Linked DNA regions of Hordeum vulgare: region 1 is linked to region 2. A link is a contact called in public Hi-C data. All regions are on one chromosome and are shown on one strand. The core of a region is the stretch at or near the end of the contact, and the rest is flanking DNA. Distances in the headings are between cores, read along the strand shown.

Region 1 (3,818 bases), core at 1,001-3,500, 510 kb before region 2:
CTAAAGCTGAATGGTGCAAGATATATGTAGCTTTGTCTTTAAGACTTTGTGTAGGTGTAGTTTTGCAATTGGAACAAGATTGTATAGTTTTAACTTTGTGACATTTCCCATAAAAAAACTTTGTGGCATTGACCAAAATACGTCTAGTTCCATCAATGTCACTAAAAAAAATCACGTGACACATGTGCTAAGCAATCCAAACTATTACAAAAAAGAAAAAAAATCACTGGAAGTAGCACAACAGCAAAGAATACCACGTCATAGCTCAAAAGTAGGGTCAAAACAAGGCTCCGTAAAGTCTCAGCTTATAAGTGGAGCAGGGCACAAGAAAAATTAAGGCCACATGCTATCTATTCTTTGACTGGACCTCCAATTTTCGTTGAGGCCATACGTGATTAACTTATGGGACTAGAGCAGTTCTGTGTATGACTAGACTAGTTGTTAACCAGCATTGCTCTGTTCACACTTCATGTGCGGCGTGTATGTCTTATACAAGCAATATATAGTGGACTTTTTTGTCTTCATGAAGATACCGACGGACAAACGAGAAAGATTTGCTAATAGAAAAAGAAACAAATGATGCTTATTCAGGAATGAAAGAAACATATTTCAAGCAAGCTGAAGGCATGTCGAACACAATCATAATATTAAACAGTCTGGTTCTCTTATTCGGAAAACAAACCGATGGGCCAAAGAAAACAGGGCAACTTACAAATTTGATGATCCCTAAAGGTTCCTTGACGGAGAAGACCATCTCCTCGTTCCAAACTGGATTGAGGCAACTGTTGATGACTTTTGTCTTTGCGCTCTGCGGGTAAAAGATGTAAGAAATAACGAACGGTATTAGAGGTCCACCCATAAAGAAATGCACACTTGCTTGATAGATTTCACATGCATGTACCAAACCAAATCACTAGAGTAGGTCAAAGTGAGATATTCTTGTAACATTAATAGCACTATTGAGTGGCAACCGAGAGCTCTCAGTTTTTATATATAACCGGCAGCAGCACCTAGATAAAACCATTCAATTAGCCTCATGCAAGTTGAGAACTTTTCTTGTTTGCTGACATCATTGAGTATTCAGTGTCAGGAGTTTAGGGTTTTCTCATCATAATCTCACACTCTTGCTTTTGAAGCACACTTTTTCCTAGAAAATTAGAAATGCGGGCATGTGGTCAAAACGAATGAATTTGGTAAAAGGAAAAAAACGCTTTGGAGAAAAAGGGAGAAAACAAGTGAGCATTGGCATTGATAAAGGATGAAGAAAATTCGGTCCAATCAAAGGTGGCACCCACGAAGACAGACAAACATGCGCGTGAATGTCGTCATTATCACATGATTAACAAATGCGCGAGTGGATTTGGCAACGTACGATGTCTGAAAAACCACCGAAAGTTGAATGGGCTGATAAAAAAGAAGGGGACTTAAGTCGTAAACCCCATTATTGACCATAGTACTTTTGACAAAATGTTTCACTTTAGGCGGGCAGTTGGATTTAAGAATTAATAAGATTGATAAAACGCCATATATTATGGTACAGAGGTACTACTAGACAGTGAAATTATTATGCCTAGGAAAGGCTTAACACAAGGGTGCAGGGTGAAGTAAGACATGCCGACAGAGAAGCCAACCAGAACAATGTTCAACTTCAACGTTGGACCCAAGGGAAAACACGTGCTTGGACTATCTATCTATCTATCTATCTGTAGAAGAGGTGAATCAGGCAAGGAAACATAAGGCACTACTAGAAAGAATCCATCTACTCTATCTATCTATTGTTGGGTAGGTGCTGAACCCAAGTCAAGCAACAGATAGGGCGTAGGATGCAAGAGCGGATGGACCTTGTCTGCGAGGCGGACGACGACGTAGGGGTCGCTGGAGGTGAAGTCCCTGATGGCGAGGTTGGTCCCCTGCGCCACCATCACCTTGAGCACGCCGAGCCTCGCCCCCCTCCCCTCGGCCCCGTCTTCCATCCTCTGATGGACGGATCTTGTATGTATGTAGCTCCTCCTCGCCCCCTCCCTGAATGGCAACCAAACTCAGCAGTTAGTTTCACTTTCACATGTACAAGAACCGCGGAAGGATCGGCCGATTGTTTCCGCGGAGAGAGGAAGCTTGCCTTGGTTCAAGAGTATGTATGCTGGGCTCTTGTGCGGCGGTGCTCTGCTTGTGCTTGCTGCTGCCTTGCTGGTGGAGTGGTGAGGGGAGGGGGTGGGTGATGCGTTTGTTTGTTTGCTCGTTCCTGTGGGAGAAGACGAGAAGGGGATTTATGGCAGAGCTGGCGGTGGAGCCCGCGAGCGCGAGCGAGCGGAGCTGTCCGGCGCGGAATGGACGGGCGGGGTATGATGAGTAGACTCGGTCGGTCTCCTGTCTGTATCACGATTCACGGACCGGACGTGCCTGGTGGGCGGGCGGGCTCCTCCTTGTGTTTTGTTGCCCACGCCCAGCGCCAGCCAGCGGTGCGGTCAAATCCCGGACCCAGTCAGTCGGGAACAAATGGATGGCGTCCACACGCTCTCGGCTCGGTCTTCAGGCTCATGCAGCGTTGCTAGCCCGACCAGACTGTTTTGTCTTTGTATATACCTAAACGCTTGTATATATACGTTACGTGTACTATGCCATTTGATCTAGCTCGGTCACATCATCACATGTACTTAAGGGCGACTGTGTGCGCGCAAGAAATAAGGCAGTTGGTTCGTGTAATTGCGTCCCGAGTGCCGGACATTGTAAATATGACCCCTTAAACGATCATTGCGTGCACGGTCACTGAATGGACGTGTTTCCTATTTGTTCGTCCACACAACCACACTCCTCATTTTCTTTTTCATATGTCCGATCACTTGTACATGATAGGTGCAAAAGAAGAATAAAAAAGAAAAGAATGAATAAAGAAAATAAAATGGGGTCCGGGTTGGGGTCACGTCCTATGTGGCGGTCTAACCGACGCGCCCAGGCATATAGCAACGATATGAGGGGTCCGGTTGGCTCACTTTTTTCCTTCTCTCTCGTGTCCGGTCACTCGCAGAACGCGTCCGCGGGCGTATGAGGGCTCATTTGAGGGGTCCGGTTGTCATGCTCTAAGACCATCTACAGCCGTAACTTGGAAATCCGACCCCACAAATGTTCGTGGATGCGTCGGGCATGTCCACGGACACTGACCGGTCACGTCTTAAAGAATGCATTCTACAACCGGACATCTCATATCTCCTATCTCAAACATTATTCGGCTGCTCCATCACTACTGAAATGTCATCGGACTAACAAAATTTGGCATGTACTATGGTGGACATCAGCCACGTCCGTCCTTTCCTTTTCCGAAGCCCTTGTCGTCCTACTTGTGGAAGTACCGGTCGAAGAAGCAGTAGGCATCGAGCCGGATCTTCTCGTCACTGGAGGTGTCCTCGCCGTCGCACACCTCGTCCACCTCCTTCTATGGTAGTCCGGCCATTTAACAGATTGCCCGATTATGCTTGCGTGCAAGAGCGCGCGTGTTCCTCCGCTGTCGTTTCTTCAAAATGCGGGTGCGGATGACTTCCTCCTGTGCGGCCGCCTGCACCGCTGCATGAGCCGCCTCCGCCTTCGTAATTTCCTCCACGAGACATGCCTCAACAACCCTTATCCTCTCCTTCCCACGGCGGACAGCCCGTTCCCGATGGGACTCGAAGGTCGCCGGACCGGTCGATGGATCCGCACACTGGGAACATGATGATCCCGCCCCAAAGGAACCGAGCATCCGTTCAACGGACGCTATGGAGTCACGGCGGACAGATCCTGCCATCGACCGGGCTTGTCCTCGCGGGAGCGGCAGAGTGCAATGC
Region 2 (3,578 bases), core at 365-2,864:
AAATATGTGTGTGCATATGTGTGTGTGTGTATGAGAACCAATATTTTGATACAAGATAAAAAAAGAGCATGCCTCTAAAATGAAAACCTTGCTAATAAAACGAGACATATTGCATGTTGTTTGTGTAGTTGCATTGTCACATCAACTCATATCGACGAGAACCGACAAATAAAATGACAAATAAAATGATTAAAAATCCAAATGCATATCATATGTTGTGATTAATAAAAGTTGAACTCATTTGGAATAATCTAGAAGCTTTATCATCTCACTTCAACGGTCAAGTAATCAATAACGAAGTCACCTTGAGAAGTGTGAAAATTAAATTTTAAATTTATGTTTGGTCGCCCGTTGAGAGGACAAAAGTAACATTTAGATATTATATTTGAAAGGAACGTGTCTCTGCAGTAACTAACACATTTGACCTGGTAGCTAGAGCGCGTGATTATTAATACACTTGACCTGTTAGCTCAAAAGGGATATCCGATCAGATGTGGATAGATAATCTCAAAAGTAGTGAACTTCTATGGGGAAACACAAACTTGCTAAAGAAACACATATGTGTTCCTTACTTAAAGACGTATGAGATCCTCTTCCTCATGGTTAATCATCGTCGTCATCCTCACAACACCATTCTCTTTCTCATAACCTAACACCATGCATACACAAATTAAGCACAACAAAACACAAAAAATTGGACAACCACCCGACCACATCATATGTCGATGTCTCCACTTGATTGATGATGATTTTGCCACTGCTAACCACCATTGACCGCATTGATCTCATAAATGCAACCATACACAACTCTAGTGGTAGATGCTCCTTGGCACCCCAAGTGAATAAGCGATGAAGTGTAGGAGGATGAAGGAGAGGGGAACACCAACAAAAAATGAAAAGGTCAAGAGAGGAGGGACAAAGGATATGACGAAGAGTTGGAGGGGGAGCAAAGGGTGATGTGTAGACATGGGATTGGGGGGGGGGAGTATCGTTGATTCGTTAAGAATGAAATATTAAAATGGATGATCCAATGATGTATTTAAATTGAATTTAGAGAAGTACATAGAAAATCAATTTATAAGATTGTATAAGAAACAATGATCAATCTTCAAATGTAAGATAACAAAGAATGCCGGGTTATATAATAAAAAAATTGTTAACAAAGGAACCATTTCACCGTTGGTCTAGCTTCGTCGTCACATCAACCTCTACTAATTAGAATCAATAGAAAACACTAAAAATTTAAACACCATATCATATGACATTCTTAATAAAATTCAAACTCATTTGGTACGATAAAGACGAAAGCTTTAACACCTAGTTTTCAACGGTCGAATAATCAGTAATGAAGTCGACCGTTAAGACGCGCGAAAAAATAATATTAAAATATTGCGTTTGAAAAGTACGCGTGTGCGCGGCAACTAGTACATCCGCCGATAGCGACACCTGATCATGTGTGGCTAAAGTAGGATGTTAAATGACTTTCACCATTTCCGGGTACGAAATCTCAAAAGTAACTCACTGCTACGGAAACACAGTCTTGCTGAAGAAGCACATGCGAGGTTCCTTATTTAAAAGCCGCAGCGGATCCTCTGTCCTCGTGGTCAATCACGCGGTGTCATCCTCACAACAATCTTCCCCCTTCACTGCTCTTCTCTCTCTCTCTCACAACCTAACACCATTTGTCCCCATTTCCCCAAAAACGAACAATCCAACACTCGACCGAGTCAGTGCTGCCTTCCCCCACTTGATTCGCTCGATTCTTCGCCCCGAAGACCCTCCCCTCACTCGATCCTACTCACCCCCTCTCCCCGCGCGAGCTCCCGATCCGCCTCGCCGGCGGGCCGGCCGTCCTCGCCGCCGCCGCCGCCGCCGCCGCCGCCTCCGCTGCCGACCTCGCTCGCTCGCGCCGCCCGTTCTCTGTGCTGAGGTCGTGGTTGCGCGGACGCAGCTAGGGTTGGAGGGGTCGTCACCCGGCGTGGCACCGGCGCCTCCCCCTCTCCCCTGGAGCTGCAAGTGGGAGGTATCGTCTCGGGCTTCCCAGATCTGACTTTGAGCGTTCCCCCCCAGGATTCTAGTACAAATCTGTGATTAATCAAGTGGAGGGCCTGTTTGTTTGTTAGGTGTTGGAATATCGATTTTGTTGGATCGAAACTTGTGGTTGATGGAATTAGAACTCGAGCTGAAAGTTTAACGTTGGTCAACCTGATTTGTAGCTCAGCATGTCAAAGTTTGTTTTTGATTGATCGCGTTTTATAGTTCACAGAGTTGAAATGTTGAATTTTCGGAGAGGACCATGGTCACAAACTGCAACGACAGAGTTCCACAGGGGGCGGTTGGGTGTGATGAGCGATCACGCAATGTACCTTTTTGGCTTGTTTAGATGGATTTGGAAAATGTTGCTTACATGGGTGTAAAGTGACTAGTGATTTAGCCATCCACGGGCAGTGGTGGGGGCACGTTAGGGCCAATGTTTTTTCTTGCGCCAGGATAGTTTATGTACGACAATGCTTTCGCAGGAAAGGATAAATGCGGATATTTGAGATAGTATGTGTGAAGGAACTTCACAGAAATGCTTATGATTACTCCAGTGCATAATTTATTTTGTTCTTTTTCATTTTGTTGTTTTGATACAAGTGTCTAAGGAGTTTCCATGCTGGCCACTGATAAAGTGATAATTGGCTCCTTGCTTTCAGTAATAGTGATATATTTTAGTTAAATACAATGTCTTGTTAGTGTATATATGACAGTTGCTTCACTGGCTGTTTGTAATGGAGGTTGATGCATCGTGCCTTGATATTTTGCAGCTGGAGAGTGGGAGACCAGATGGGGGGCCCTGCCTGATCAAATCCTGCTTTTCCTCACGAGTGACAAGAAAGTACGCAGCAACACATGGCACACGGGCTATTTGTGTATGCCAGGGAGATTAAGTAGACTGAGGAAATATGCAGGGTTTTGGACAATGGCTTCCTCAATCGCAGAGTGCAGCCGATCTTTATTTCTCAAGTATTATGTCATCTCAGTTGGACACTTCCATAGAGATGCAGACTAGAAATACTGAAGTTGCAGTGTTGGAGAATGAGTCTGCTCATTCGTTCGGCATTACAAATGCTGCTGGGCCAATTGAAGTCACCAGTAATGATGCTGGGACAATTATAGACAATGAAAATGTTGCTGAACCGACTGGAGGTATTGACTTGAACAAGACCCCACCACCGAAGGCTAAGAGGAAAAAGCACAGGCCAAAGGTCTTGAAACCATCAAAGCCTCCTAAGCCTGCAACTCCAAAGCCCTCCAAGGCAAAGGAAGAAAAACCATCTGGTAAAAGAAAGTATGTCCGTAAGAATACGCCAGCAGGCCAACCTCCCCCAGAACAGATTGCTGGGTCACATTGCAGAGCTAACCTGAAACCAGCTAAGCGGTCTTTGAATTTTGAGGGGGAAGTTCCACAAGAGAACACACATCCTGGATCCCAAGCTCAAGTGGTATCTTGTGATCCCAAGGAGTATCAATCATCCATGCCTTCTACCGGTCAAAGAAATGTCCAAAGTCAGTTGACATGCCATTTGGATTTTACC

Evidence for each region. Hi-C and Micro-C count contacts between places; a contact is called where the count stands out from the background.
Region 1: a contact with region 2 is called in a Hi-C map of leaf, with 6 times the contacts expected there. The contact joins the promoter of LOC123396022 here to the promoter of LOC123452140 in region 2. A contact is called at or near these places in 2 of 6 Hi-C or Micro-C datasets (leaf and seedling).

What each region holds. Positions count from the first base shown.
Region 1 is chr5H:364,616,547-364,620,364 of MorexV3_pseudomolecules_assembly, reverse strand. It overlaps LOC123396022 (protein C2-DOMAIN ABA-RELATED 11), which reads right to left and starts at 2,250. Exons shown (of 4, transcript XM_045091052.1): 1 at 2,120-2,250; 2 at 1,842-2,022; 3 at 713-808. The coding sequence starts at 1,973.
Region 2 is chr5H:364,102,924-364,106,501 of MorexV3_pseudomolecules_assembly, reverse strand. LOC123452140 (protein ROS1A-like) reads left to right here and starts at 1,614. Exons shown (of 18, transcript XM_045128734.1): 1 at 1,614-2,023; 2 at 2,808-3,578. The coding sequence starts at 2,946.